Regions from separate parts of the Sus scrofa genome. Here region 2 is linked to region 1. The links are chromatin contacts, called in public HiChIP or PLAC-seq maps. All regions are on one chromosome and are shown on one strand. The core of a region is the stretch at or near the end of the contact, and the rest is flanking DNA. Distances in the headings are between cores, read along the strand shown. Region 1 has its middle 54 kb from the start of CDK1. Region 2 has its middle 26 kb from the start of ARID5B.

Region 1 (6,028 bases), core at 538-3,037:
ATGTACATACTGTAATACATGTAAATACATGTAAATGTATTACAGTATGCTAAATCTTTAATCTACTAATAATGTAATAATGTTTTTAGATAAGTATATCTTTTTAATTTTAAAATGTTCATACTCATAGAAAATTAGAAGAAAAAATATTGAATTTTTCATAATCCCAACCAGAGACTAACATATAACATTTTAGTATCTTTTCATATAGTCTACTTTCTATGCATATTTTTTCATAATTTTCATCAATAAGGTATATCACTTTTGCACATTGCTTCCCATTTAAAATTATAACAAATTTTTTAATGGCTGCTTAATATTGCATTGTATGTACCCTAATTTATATATCTAGCTCCCTATCATTGGACATTTAATTTGTATCTGATTTTTCAGATTTATTAATAATGCCACAATTATCTTTCAGTAAACAACAGTTTTCATATTTCAAATTATGTCCTCAGAATAAATTCCCCCAAACAGAATTACATTGTTAGGATCTTCATCTGTATTTACCAAAATTCTGTACAGGTCTGATTGATTTCTATTCTTACCAGGTGTGGAGGTTCACTAATCCATTCTCAGTCAAGATTTTTCTCTTCTAGGAGGTCCCTGGTGGCCTAGCAGTTAAGGATCTGGTGTTGTCACTGCTGTGGCTCAGGTCACTGCTGTGGTGCAGGTTCAGTCCCTGGCCTGGGAACTTGCACATGGGGGGACGGGGGAGGGAGGGTTTCTCTGTCCTCAATGTGATGTGTAGGGCCAGCTGCAGACAATCTTGCAGAAGTCAGGGAAGGATGCCTTGGTGTCACATCACTTGCTTTTCAGTCCTGTTCATGTGATCACCTTGATGCACCTCCATCCTGCCTCCTTGGGCTCCCTCCCCCTTCAGGCCTACAGTGCCTCTGGCTTCTCCACTTGGGTTCCCTACCAGACCTGTGTACTCCAGGAAGGTGTTAATTGCTGGAGCCAGAGTTTGGAAGGAATAGATAAAAGGGAAGGTATGCTCATCCTAGAGAGGATTTGCATCTGCAATATTTCCAGGAGCTACACATCTGATGGAAGGCCTTGAGGTAGCCAGGAACTTCCTCGGGTCCTCAAATCTCACCATGGGGAAGGCTGCTGGCTTGTTTTCAAAGAATTGTTTTAGAGGGGAAAAAAAGAAAAAACTATTTTAATTTCAATGACTTATTTTTCCTGATTATAAAAGTAATAAAGGCTCCCTATTAAATATCTGGAAAATATTTTTAAAAATCTGAAAAATACTACCACCAAAAGAATTAAGAAAAAAACAAAATCAGAGTTTCCACTGTGGCGTAACAGGATCTATAGTGTCTCTGCAGCTGCAGGGATGTGGGTTCTGACACCCTGACCGGCGCAGTGGGTTAAAGATCCAGCATTGCCACAGCTGTGGCATAGGTCACAGCTCCTGCTCAAATTCAGTCCCTCACCTGGGAACTTCCATATGCCACAGCGTGGCCAAAACAAAAAAGAAAAAAAAAATTACCCAAGATTGCATCACCAGCTCAGAGCATTTACTTGGAAGCCTCTGTACCCTCATCTTTCGGTCCTGTGGTGTCTGCAGTCCACGGGAGAAGGTAAGTCCTGCCTGTTCCTATTTGTGCAGCTCCCAGACATTTATACTCAACCCTGCCTCCAGAATTAGAAGCAGAAAAGATGGTTTTATCTCATGTAAGCTCAGAGGGCCCTTGGAAGCCCAGACCAGCAGTTCTACCCCTTATCACCTAGAGGATAGCACACTTCCTGTCTGTGTTCTGAATCCAATGGCGTTTCCTGGAATTCAACCCACCTTCCTCTTTCTACAGAGGAAGTGAACAGTTTGGAAACTTCAGCTCTCCAGAACGGGAACACAGTTATTGGCATAAATAATCCCTTGAGTGTAATTATCAAGTAACTTCCATTTTGCTTCTGGTTTGTAGTACAGACATTTGAGTCAGGTCAAGTCTCTGACCTTTCTTTTGTTATTATTTTTTGTTTGTCTTTTAAGGCCACACCTGTGGCATATGGAAGTTCCAAGGCTAGGGGTTGAATCAGAGCTGCAGCCCACCTACACCACAACCCCAGCCAAGCCAGATCTGAGCTGTGTCTGCGACCTAACGCTGGATCCTTAACCCACTGAGAGAGGCCAGAAATCGAACCTGTACCTAGTCATGGAGACTAGTCGTGTGCATTACCTCTGAGCCACAACGGGATCTCCTCTGAACTTTTCTTATGTAAATTAGTTTTTCTTGGACTCAAACAGCTTTAAACTAATTGGTCCCTTGAAGGCAGTATGGTGCAGTGGTTAGGGGTGTGGGTCTTAGGACAGCACACCCTAAGGGTCGCCATGGTGAAATAGGTGACATGAGCATGTACTCTGATACAGAGCTGGTGGGAATGGTAAAGGGTACAAGTCCCTGGGAAGGGAACTTGGCACTCGCTATCAAAATTGCAAATGCATATAGCCTTCAATGCAGTCATCACACTTCTGGGAGTGTATCCCACAGACAGATCCACACACATAGGAAATAAATGTGCACTTGATACTTATTGTAGTGTTTATAATTATTATATTATTTATTATAATTATGTTAATTATATAGTATAATGGTATATAGCTCACAGCATGCCAGATCCTTAACCTGCTGAGTGAGGCCAGGGATAGAACCCACATCCTCATGGATACTAGTCTGATTTGTTTCTGCTGCACCACAATGGGAACTCCTATAATTATTATTACTATAGCGAAAGACTTAAAAGCAAAATATCCATCAGTAAAAGACTGGTTAAATAATTACAGCAAATCAACATAATAGAATACTATATAAATGTTTTAAAAAGTGAGAAAGCCCTCTATGCACTGTTACAATAGATACTTAACACTATATGAATGGATGTGTGTATATGTACAACTGAATCACTTTGTTGTATAGCAGACATTAACACAACATTGCATATCAACTATATTTCAATAAAATTTTTTAAATTTTTTAAATTAAAAAAAATCTTAATAACTATTTTTGGCAGAAATCCACCCCCCAAAAACACTATATACAGAAGATAAATAATTCATATTATATAAAGTGAAAAGATTTTTTATTAATATGTGATTATAGTATATATTCATGATGTATATTCTCTAAAAAGTACAAAAAAGGGAGTTCCCGTCGTGGCGCAGTGGTTAACGAATCCGACTAGGAACCATGAGGTTGCGGGTTCGGTCCCTGCCCTTGCTCAGTGGGTTAACGATCCGGCGTTGCCATGAGCTGTGGTGTAGGTTGCAGACGTGGCTCGGATCCCGCATTGCTGTGGCTCTGGTGTAGGCTAGTGGCTACAGCTCCGATTCGACCCCTGGCCTGGGAACCTCCATATGCCACGGGAGCGGCCCAAGAAATAGCAAAAAAAAAAAAAAAAAAAAAAAAAGTACAAAAAAGGCAGCTTGGAGAGGTTAAGAGCACAGATTCTGGAGTCAGACTACTTAAGTCAGAAGCAAGGCTCCACCTCTTCCCAGCTGTGTGATCTTGGGCAAGTCATTTAACCTCTCTGTATCTCAATAAAGTGGAAATAATACACTAATAGTGTATCTCTATAAAGTGGCGATAACACTGCTACTTAAAGTGTTGTTGGGAGTATTAAATGAGTTAATACACATCAAATTCTAAGAACTGGGTCTGGCACACAGCAGAGAAAAACCACATAAGTGTCAGTTACTTTTACATTCCATTAAATGAAAAGAGCAAAGTTTTGAAGCATATAAAATGCAACTCTTGTGTAAGAAATGGGAGAAAATACCAACTCCTATTTGTATTTGATTTTCTTTGCACAGAGCAGCATCAGAAAGATACTTATAGGAGTTCCCGTCGTGGCGCAGCAGAAATGAATCTGACTAGGAACCATGAGGTTGCAGGTTTGATCCCTGGCCTCACTCATCTGGTGTTGCCGTGAGATGTGGTGTAGGTCGCAGAAGCGGCTCGGATCTGGCTTTGCTGTGGCTCTGGCGCAGGCCAGCAGCTAAAGCTCCAATTAGACCCCAGGCCTGGGAACCTCCGTATGCCACAGGTGCAGTCCTAAAAGAGACAAAAAACAAAAAAGATATTTATAGGAGGAGGGGGCGTAGTGCTGGAAACAGGAGCAAACATTTTAACTGCCTATCTCTGAATGTCCTTTTGACTTTATGACCACATGGATTTAATGCCTATCCAAAAAATTCTTTTTTTAAAAAAAGGGGTATGAATTTCAGAATTATGAGAATTTGAACTCTGACTCTGCCATTTGAGAACTGAGGCCTTATCTGCCTTGCTTGCATCATTGGGAATGGTCTGCTTAGCCTCTATGCTCTGTTCCCCAGGAGGCTAAAAAGGACAAGACTTAGCAACTGACCTTCAGTAGTTAAGCCACCCAACATTGGAATAGCTCCAAGGCCTTGCACAACATTACAAACTTTTTGATCTCTCCAAGCCCAAGATTTCTTTCTCCATAAACATCATATCCACAGGCGGGTGAGGTACACCCTAAAGTGTCTGGTGTAGGATGGCTCGTGTTCAGGATGTGTTACAGGCCCCTGATACCACTTGATCTTCACTTCACTTTCATCCCCAAAGACACTGATTTTCTTTCTCCAGCTGCTGCCATTCTAGAACCTGAGCCCAGATTACCTGTGGATGGAAGAGGAAGGCCAGACTCTGACATGAAATCAGAGCAGGGGGCAAATCCCAGCTAAGTCCGTTATTATTACCCGCCTGGCCTTGAGCAAGTGGCCTTGGTTTCCTCATTCGTAAAATAGAGATACTGACAATAACCACCATTGTGGAGTGTTGTTAGATGACATTTGTGAAGTGCCCAGCTTAGCATAGAGAAGGCCCTGGGCCCACAGAAGTAACTGGGAGGCAGACGGCAGGAGGGGCAGGGGGAGCTGGGGAATGGCTCCTACACCCAGTTCCTGCTTTTCCAGTATTGGGGCGGCTTAACTACTGAAGGTCAGTTGCTAAGTCTTGTCCTTTTTAGCCTCCTGGGGAACAGAGAGCACAGAGGCTAAGTAGACCATTCTCAGTGATGCAAGCAAAGCAGATGAGGCCTCAGTTCTCAAAGCAACTACACTCCAATGGACCATAAACAAGCCTGCACAGAGAATTAGGATTATACTTGTGGGGTGCTGCCTGAGTCAGAAGGCTGTGCAGGTTCATTGGGGAGCTCAAGCTTAGGATTTGAATATGCTTTTTTCTTTCTTGGCCATACCCGCGGCATGTGGAAATTCCCCGGCCAGGGATCAAACCCAAGCAGCTGCAGTGACAACGCTGGATTTGTAACCCACTGAGCCACCAAGGAACTCTTGAATGTGCTCTTTTTCACACAGAAGATGTCCTGGTCTCCAGTTTTTTGAAAGATGGAGGACTTCAGACATAATTTTCATCAAAGAAGGAGGAATGGAGAGGTCAACTTACAAGGCAGATTAAGTCCTTCTCCACCATTTACTGGGCCTGTTCTCTCAACTGATAGAGTAGCAATTGGATTGGAAAGTGGCTAATTATCAAGATCCTGACGTTGCAACCCCGATTTGGCATTTACCATAACATCCATGCAATGTCATGGCACAATATGATTTTTATGTCTTTGTAAGCTTTCCGTTTTTCACTTTTCCTTTTTCTGAGAGCTATGTGCAGCTCTGTGTATTATGGAGTCAGGTTTTCACTCTTCTGAACGTGAAAGGTCACATTTTTGGCATGATGTAGATAAGCAAAACCCCATGTGTGTCTATAAAACTAAATAGGAATTTCAAAGTATCTCTTAGTATGAGCCCGGGATGTTTCCCAGATTTTAAAATCTATAATTTTAAATTCATGATCCTTTTGAGTGAAAATGCAGAGAAGTAAAATAAATCTTCTCTTTTATATACAAGTGCCTCAGGGAAAACAGATTTTATGTCAATAGCTGCAGGTGGTGATGTAACAGTCTTCCAATAGCCCCAATAAATTTTGGAGTTTTCCAAGTGTGCTCTGAGCAAAGGCCCTGAGTCTTTGCACATTCTGTTCCTTCT
Region 2 (6,495 bases), core at 2,852-5,351, 1.1 Mb before region 1:
ACCTAAATTAAGCCTGTGGTCAACTTTGCTGGGGAGAGACGACACATTTCTGTGATTCGTCTTCAGCCCTGTTGGCTCTGGCAGATTTACAGGGGTTATATTTTCACACACAAATTGTCCTTGAACAATTTCTCCACTACCTGGAACACTGCTCTCTCTCCTCCCTGCCCCCCTGTCAGATGTGCCCATCTGCCATCTCCCTCCTAGCTTTTTTTCTTTAATAACAAAGTAATTGTTGACATTGTAAGAAAAATCCAATTCTTGGTTGACGTTTACGTTCCAGAGGGTTGCTCTTTGGGGGAGAAAATCAGCAGCAGATAGAGTTGCACATTCCTGACACTGGGGCCAGCTCCCTCGAAAGCCTGCATTACCATGAAACAACTCCATTGCCCTTTCCAGTTTGTTCTCTTTTCTTTCTTGGGAGAGATCAGGAAAGACTAAGGCGGTTTGTCTTTTCCCCTCCCTTGGAGTGCCAGGGCTGCTGCATGGGTCAGTGTAAGAAGAGGTTCGAGGGGAAGATGGTTGATGAGCCTAATATCTCCTGAGTTAAACTTCCATGCCCACTTCTCATGTGCTGGGTGATATTGTGACCTTGCACAGGTCATTTCTAAAATACCTCAGCTCTCTGGCAATAATCAGACCTTGGAAGTCATCATGAGAATGAAACCTCCACTGGCCTCCTCAGATGATTAGAGTCAGCCAGGCAGAGTGGACTTATTAAAGATTTGGTCAAGGGTGGACACTGTCTTCCAGAAATGTGCCAGCTGATGATGTGAAGACTGATCTTTTTGGCAAATTTCTTTTTTTCTCCCAGCAAATTTCATTGTAACAAAGTCCCTACTGAAACAGAATATTACTCAGCCATAAAAAAGAATGAAATAATGCCATTGGCAGCAACATGAATGGACCTAGAGATTATCACACTAAGTGAGGTAAGTCAGACAAAGACAAATATCATATATCACTTATATGCAGAATCTAAAAAAATTGATACAAATGAGCTTATTAACAAAATAGGCTCACGGACTTCAAAAAGAGACTTATGGTTATTAAAGGGGAAAGATGGTGGGAAGGATAAATTAGGAGTTTGGGATTAACATAAACACTACTATATATAAAACATAAAATCCACAAAGACCTACTGTATAGCACAGGGAAATCTACTCAATATTCTCTGATAACCTATATGGGAAAGGAATCCGAAAAAAATAGATATACGTATACATATAACTGAATCGCTTTGCTGTACACCTGAAACTAACACAATATTGTAAATCAACTATACTCCAATAAAAATAAAAATTAAATAAGTGATTTTAAAAACCCTGCTTTTTGTAAGAGCACAGGTTTAGATTACTTACTTTTAGATTCCATATTCAGTTAGTAAACTTTCACATCTCTTGTCATCAGCAAAGATGAACTGTCTGTCTATCACTGAAAAAAAATTGTCCTAACTGGATTAAAGCTAATTTCCACCCCCCACCCCCACACTCCTTTTTCAGCTGCACCCACAACATATGGAAGTTCCAGAGCAGGGATTAAATCTGAGTTGAAACTTCAACTTATGCCACAGCTGTGGAAATGTTGGATCTTTTAAGCCACTGCACCCAGAATGGCAACACCACAAGAGACCAGATCATTACCTCAGTGCTCCACAGTGGGAACTCCGAAGCTAATCTTAATTAAGAGATAAAATAGAAAAATGGTTAGGACAAAGGGCTTTAGAATCAGGTTATCCTTGGTTTGTATCCCTGCCCTGGCACTTTTTAGCTTCAGGACACTGGACAAGTTACTTAAACTCTCTGAGCCTGGTTTTCCTGCTGGTAAACAGAAAATAATCTCTACAATCCAACATGGGGTTATGTTGGCATAAAGGTTAAACGAGATGATGTGTGTGAAAACACTTAAACCAGTGGCCCACCATCATTGAGTATTTAAAGAGCTAATTTTCATTCTTGGTATAATAGAGTTTATAATTCTAAGGGAATATTTTTATCAGTACTTTTTTTTTTTTGGCTTTTTAGGGCTGCACCTGCGGCATATGGAAGTTCCCAGACTAGGGCTCCAACACCAGAGCTGCAGTTGCCGGCGGACACCATAGCCACAGGAATGTGGGATCCAAGCTGCATCTGTGATCTACACCACAACCAGTGGCAACACTGGATCCCTGACCCACTGAGTGAGGCCAGGGATCCAACCCACATCCTCATGGATGCTAGTTGGATTCCTTTCCGCTGTGCCACGACGGGGATTTCTCACCAATACATTTTTACTTAAGGAAGCTCAGTTAACAAAACTTTGTGAATAGGCACTTATGAGACTTGGCATAAAAAAAAAAAAAGAGGAAAGAATATTTCAGAATTGCTATATTCCTTATTTATAGGAAGAGGTTACTTTGAAAATGATTTTAAAAGTTCTGAGCAAAATGCTTTGACGACTAATTTGAGAATAGGATCTATACTCCTCTTGAAGCCTTGTTTACGCATTGAGTCTTGATTTCATCATTGGTGCAAAGGTATATTTAGTTCCCTCCAAGGGACGATATATTTCGAATTTTCAGTGTCTGGGTTCCTCAGGCTTGACTGCTATCCAAAGTCTTGATTTCAGAGAGCTTGCAATTTCTTTTTTCTTTTTAAGGCTGTACCTGTGGCATATGGAAGTTCCCAGGCTAGGGGTCGAATTGGAGCCTCAGCTGCAGGCCTCTGCCACAGCAATGCCAGATCTGAGCCACATCTGCGACCTACACAGCGGCTTGAGGCAACGCCAGAAGCTTAACCCACTGAGTGATGCCAGGGATCAGACACGCATCCTCACAAAGACAACATCAGGTCCTTAACCTGCTAAGCCACAACAGGGATTCCAATATTTTAAATCTGAAATCATGTGTCTTACATCCAGTATGGTTGACCTAGAATATGTCCTGCTGATGACATAGTTTTGAGGCTCAGGTTTTGGGGTTGGTCTTCAGGAAGACAGTGATAAAGAAAATAATGGTACTACCTCCCGCATCTGTGGCCATGATTTCATTTATGCTCACACAATCCTGCATGGTGGAAACACCTATTATTTCCCATATTTTACAGTTGAGGAAATTGAGGACTGGAGAGTAAATCACTTGCCTCATGACACTTTGTTCAGTGGTTTGCGAACATTTGTCTAGCTATAGTGGCAGAACTCTTTCAGAAACGGAAATGTTTTCTGTAAGAGAAAAAAAAAATAAATGAAGCAGGGAGCAGCCTTCCAGTCTCCATCTCCTGTCCTGTCCCGACAGCTGGGGATCTCCAAGCTGCGCTGGGATGCAGCCTTCTTTGACAATGACCATGGCACTGCTGGCAGGTGGTCATGAGAGAGAAGAGCTCTTTGATTCTAGATTTACAGTGATCATGAGTGAGAAGAACAGGGTGAGATGGGTCAACCTCACACTGATGGAGCTGCTTGTTGCGGGGGAAGCACTGACCTTGAAGGTAACATGGCACAGCACTGGGGTCTGATGGGCTCTGCTCTCCACTCACCACTGGCTGTAATCTTGTTTCTTCCTTATTTGATGTACTTGGAGAATGGCAGAGTCTATAGAAGAGGAACAGCCCTAGTGTTGGTGATGCTGGTGCACAGGGGCAGGGCGGAGAAAGAAACCCACGTTCCTAGGTGAGGGAATAGCAGAATAGCCAGTGGGATAGGGGGCAATTTTATAACCCCCCCGTTTTTTTTGCAGGTTCCAAGGTAGACGGGGATCCTTTGATTATAATGATACTGCATATTCATATTTCTTACTGGTTTTGAATGCAGACACACAGCAGGAAGGTAGCCAGCTGGAGAGATACAGAGACAGAATCATCAGCCATTGGTGAGTGCTTTATGGCTTTCAAAGCACCTCCAGATATACATGCTCATTTCATGTGGCATTGCAACCTATTTGGGGCTTCAGCAATGTCAGCTGACATTATTTATTCAAATAAATGACATCAGCTGCGAAGTAGGTATCGCTCTTCTTATTTTTTACAAATGAGGAAATTGAGAGATGAGGTGATGTGCCTGAGGTCATGCAGATGGAATAAGATTGTCTGACTCTGAATCTGGTGACCTTTCCATCACATCCATGCATGTGACACACTTTGTCATTACATCACAGAAGCAGATTTTGCTGCTACACAGAGGCTTAGGTCATGTCTATTCCGTGTTTTTTCTTCTTTTTTCATGGCCACGCTCATGACAAATGGAAGTTCCCAGGCCAGGGATTCAACCTGCACTGCCACAGAGACAACCGTGGATCCTTAACTCACTGCATCACAGCAGGAACACCCCATGCTCTTCTTTGTCTATAAAGGAAAAGGGACCCAAAGGAGTTTAAACACCTTTGTAGAAACACAACCTCTTCCCCCAAAGAGACTTGAATTTTATCTTCTTAACTGTTCTCTGGAGATTACACAATTTATGTTGTTATAAAGATCTGAGATGTAGAAAAAATACCCAGGAAGATGCAAAGGTATTCAAGTAATGGAAATATGAGGTGGCTCTAACAGAAAGAGAGCTGTGTTGGTTAAGGTTGTTACAGCTGCTGTAACACATTCTAAAGTATCATAGGTTTAACATCATAAAATGTCCTCATTCATGGGACAGTCCCACGCAGGTGTCACACCTTAGTAATAGCAGGTGGACACTTCAGGCCATCATTCAGGTGTGTAGGTGCATGGAGGCTCTGGCGTCCTCAATGTACGGTTTCTCAGCACAGGTCATGCTAGGCTGGCAAAGAGAGAGGGGGATTGCATGGGGAGTTCTTTCCAGGCCAGGCCTGGAACCCCTCATTACTTTGCACTATTATTGTTAGGATGCAGCCACGTGGTCACATCTGATGCAAAGGAGGCTGGGAAATGTGGTTGTGCTGACAAAGAGGGAACACTGGTGACCAGCAGGCAATCCCTGTCACTGGATCCAAAGGCAGGATGGTCATTACTAGGAAGTGATGACCCCCTCAGGTTGACAAAATTCCCACAGGTCTGCCCTTTAGCTGCAGTTCTCAGAAGATCATGCTTCTAAACTACAGCTTTGACATGCAGGGTGACTAGGTGGAGGAAAGAATGTCCATATTCTGTTCACCTTTAGTCTGAAGATGATGAAGATTTTCCTGGTCAGCTCATCCAGCAGTAATTGTTTTCCCCTCTGGATTCCCACATTACTCCATTTCTTCACCTCCCAGTCACTCTTCAGGCCCTCACAGTCAGGCTGCCACTTTTTTTTCTTCCCTCCAAACCGTTTGAAATATAGTCATCTCTGGAGCTGTACAATTTGGTTCCACATTATTCCACCTTTACTTATGTGTGACTGTGGGTAGGTTACCTAGCTTCTATCTCAGCTTCTTCCGCTATAAGATAGAACTTACTTGCTAGGGCTATTGTGTTAACTGAGAACGATATGTGTGAAGGGCTTATAGTGATGGTTGGTACTTAGATATTAGTTATGCATATTTTGATATTGTGGACAAGCACTTCTTGTGCTTTCCTCGAAGTGACCCGTTCGTGTGTCTTTTTAATATTACTTACTTACTTACTTATTTATTTATTTATTTATTTTAGGGCCTCACTCGCAGCATAGGGAGGTTCCCAGGCTAGGGGTCAAATCGGAGCTGTAGCTGCCAGCCTGTACCACAGCCTCAGCAAAATGGGATCCTAGCCACGTCTGCGACCTACACCGGAGCTCACAGCAATGTGGGATCCTTAACACACTGAGTGAGGCCAGGGATCAATACTAGTCAGATTTGATTCCACTGAGCCATGATGGGAACTCCTTGTGTGTCTTTTTCTTCTTCTCCTCCTCCATCTCTCATTGGCTCCCATTCCATTGCTGAACACTAGATATGGAGTTCTAAGAAAGTATTTAGCTAAGTCTTCATTCCCTTCCTCACACCTCATGGGAGGGCTTATCCACTTACAGGGCTCCACCACAGGCTGCATGGAGATGACTCTCAGAACTGTATCTTGGCACAGTTACTGTCTCTCAAATTCAAGTTAGTAAAGCCAGGTTCTACTCAGAGAGTTCACAGCCATCGATAACTCAACATATTCAAAGTGGAATCCATGATATTGGTCTTCGTCACTTGTTCCTCTGTCTGTACGTCTGACCTGGATGATGACATCACCATCGGCTCTACTCCCAAACTATAAACAGGAGACTCTGGTCTTTCATTCTCAATATTCAAGTTGTAACTGTGGAGGACAGCGTCATTACTTTTTCTTTTTTTAATTTCATGTTTTCCCCTTCAAAATATTGACTGCTCTTCTTACAGCTCCCATCTCTATAGAAGCTCTTCCTCTACAGGACCTCCCTTTCTGTGGCGGGAAAATATTCCAATTTTCTTGGTTGTAAGCTTTGCCATGTGAATTGCTTTGACCAATGCAATGTGAGTAGCAGTGTAACATGGTACCTCTGAGCAGAAGATTTGAGAACCATTGCTTTTTTTCCTTCTGCCTTTAGAATGAAATGTCCCTAATAGGGGCTGAT

Evidence for each region. HiChIP or PLAC-seq counts read pairs in DNA pulled down with a chosen protein or histone mark.
Region 2: a contact with region 1 is called in an H3K27ac HiChIP or PLAC-seq map of alveolar macrophages. The contact joins two enhancer-like sites. A contact is called at or near these places in 2 of 47 Hi-C or Micro-C datasets (omental adipose tissue and subcutaneous adipose tissue) and 1 of 2 datasets of contacts at active chromatin or transcription factors (alveolar macrophages).

The regions. Positions count from the first base shown.
Region 1 is chr14:64,285,465-64,291,492 of Sscrofa11.1, reverse strand. No RefSeq gene overlaps it. Among named protein-coding and RNA genes, the nearest start is that of CDK1, 54 kb to the right of the region's middle. Within about 2 kb of position 1,787, at least 9 of the 83 cell types and tissues checked have an H3K27ac peak or open chromatin away from gene starts, as enhancers often do. A contact at or near this core is called in alveolar macrophages, where this site is marked.
Region 2 is chr14:65,379,602-65,386,096 of Sscrofa11.1, reverse strand. No RefSeq gene overlaps it. Among named protein-coding and RNA genes, the nearest start is that of ARID5B, 26 kb to the left of the region's middle. Within about 2 kb of position 4,101, at least 1 of the 83 cell types and tissues checked has an H3K27ac peak or open chromatin away from gene starts, as enhancers often do. A contact at or near this core is called in alveolar macrophages, where this site is marked.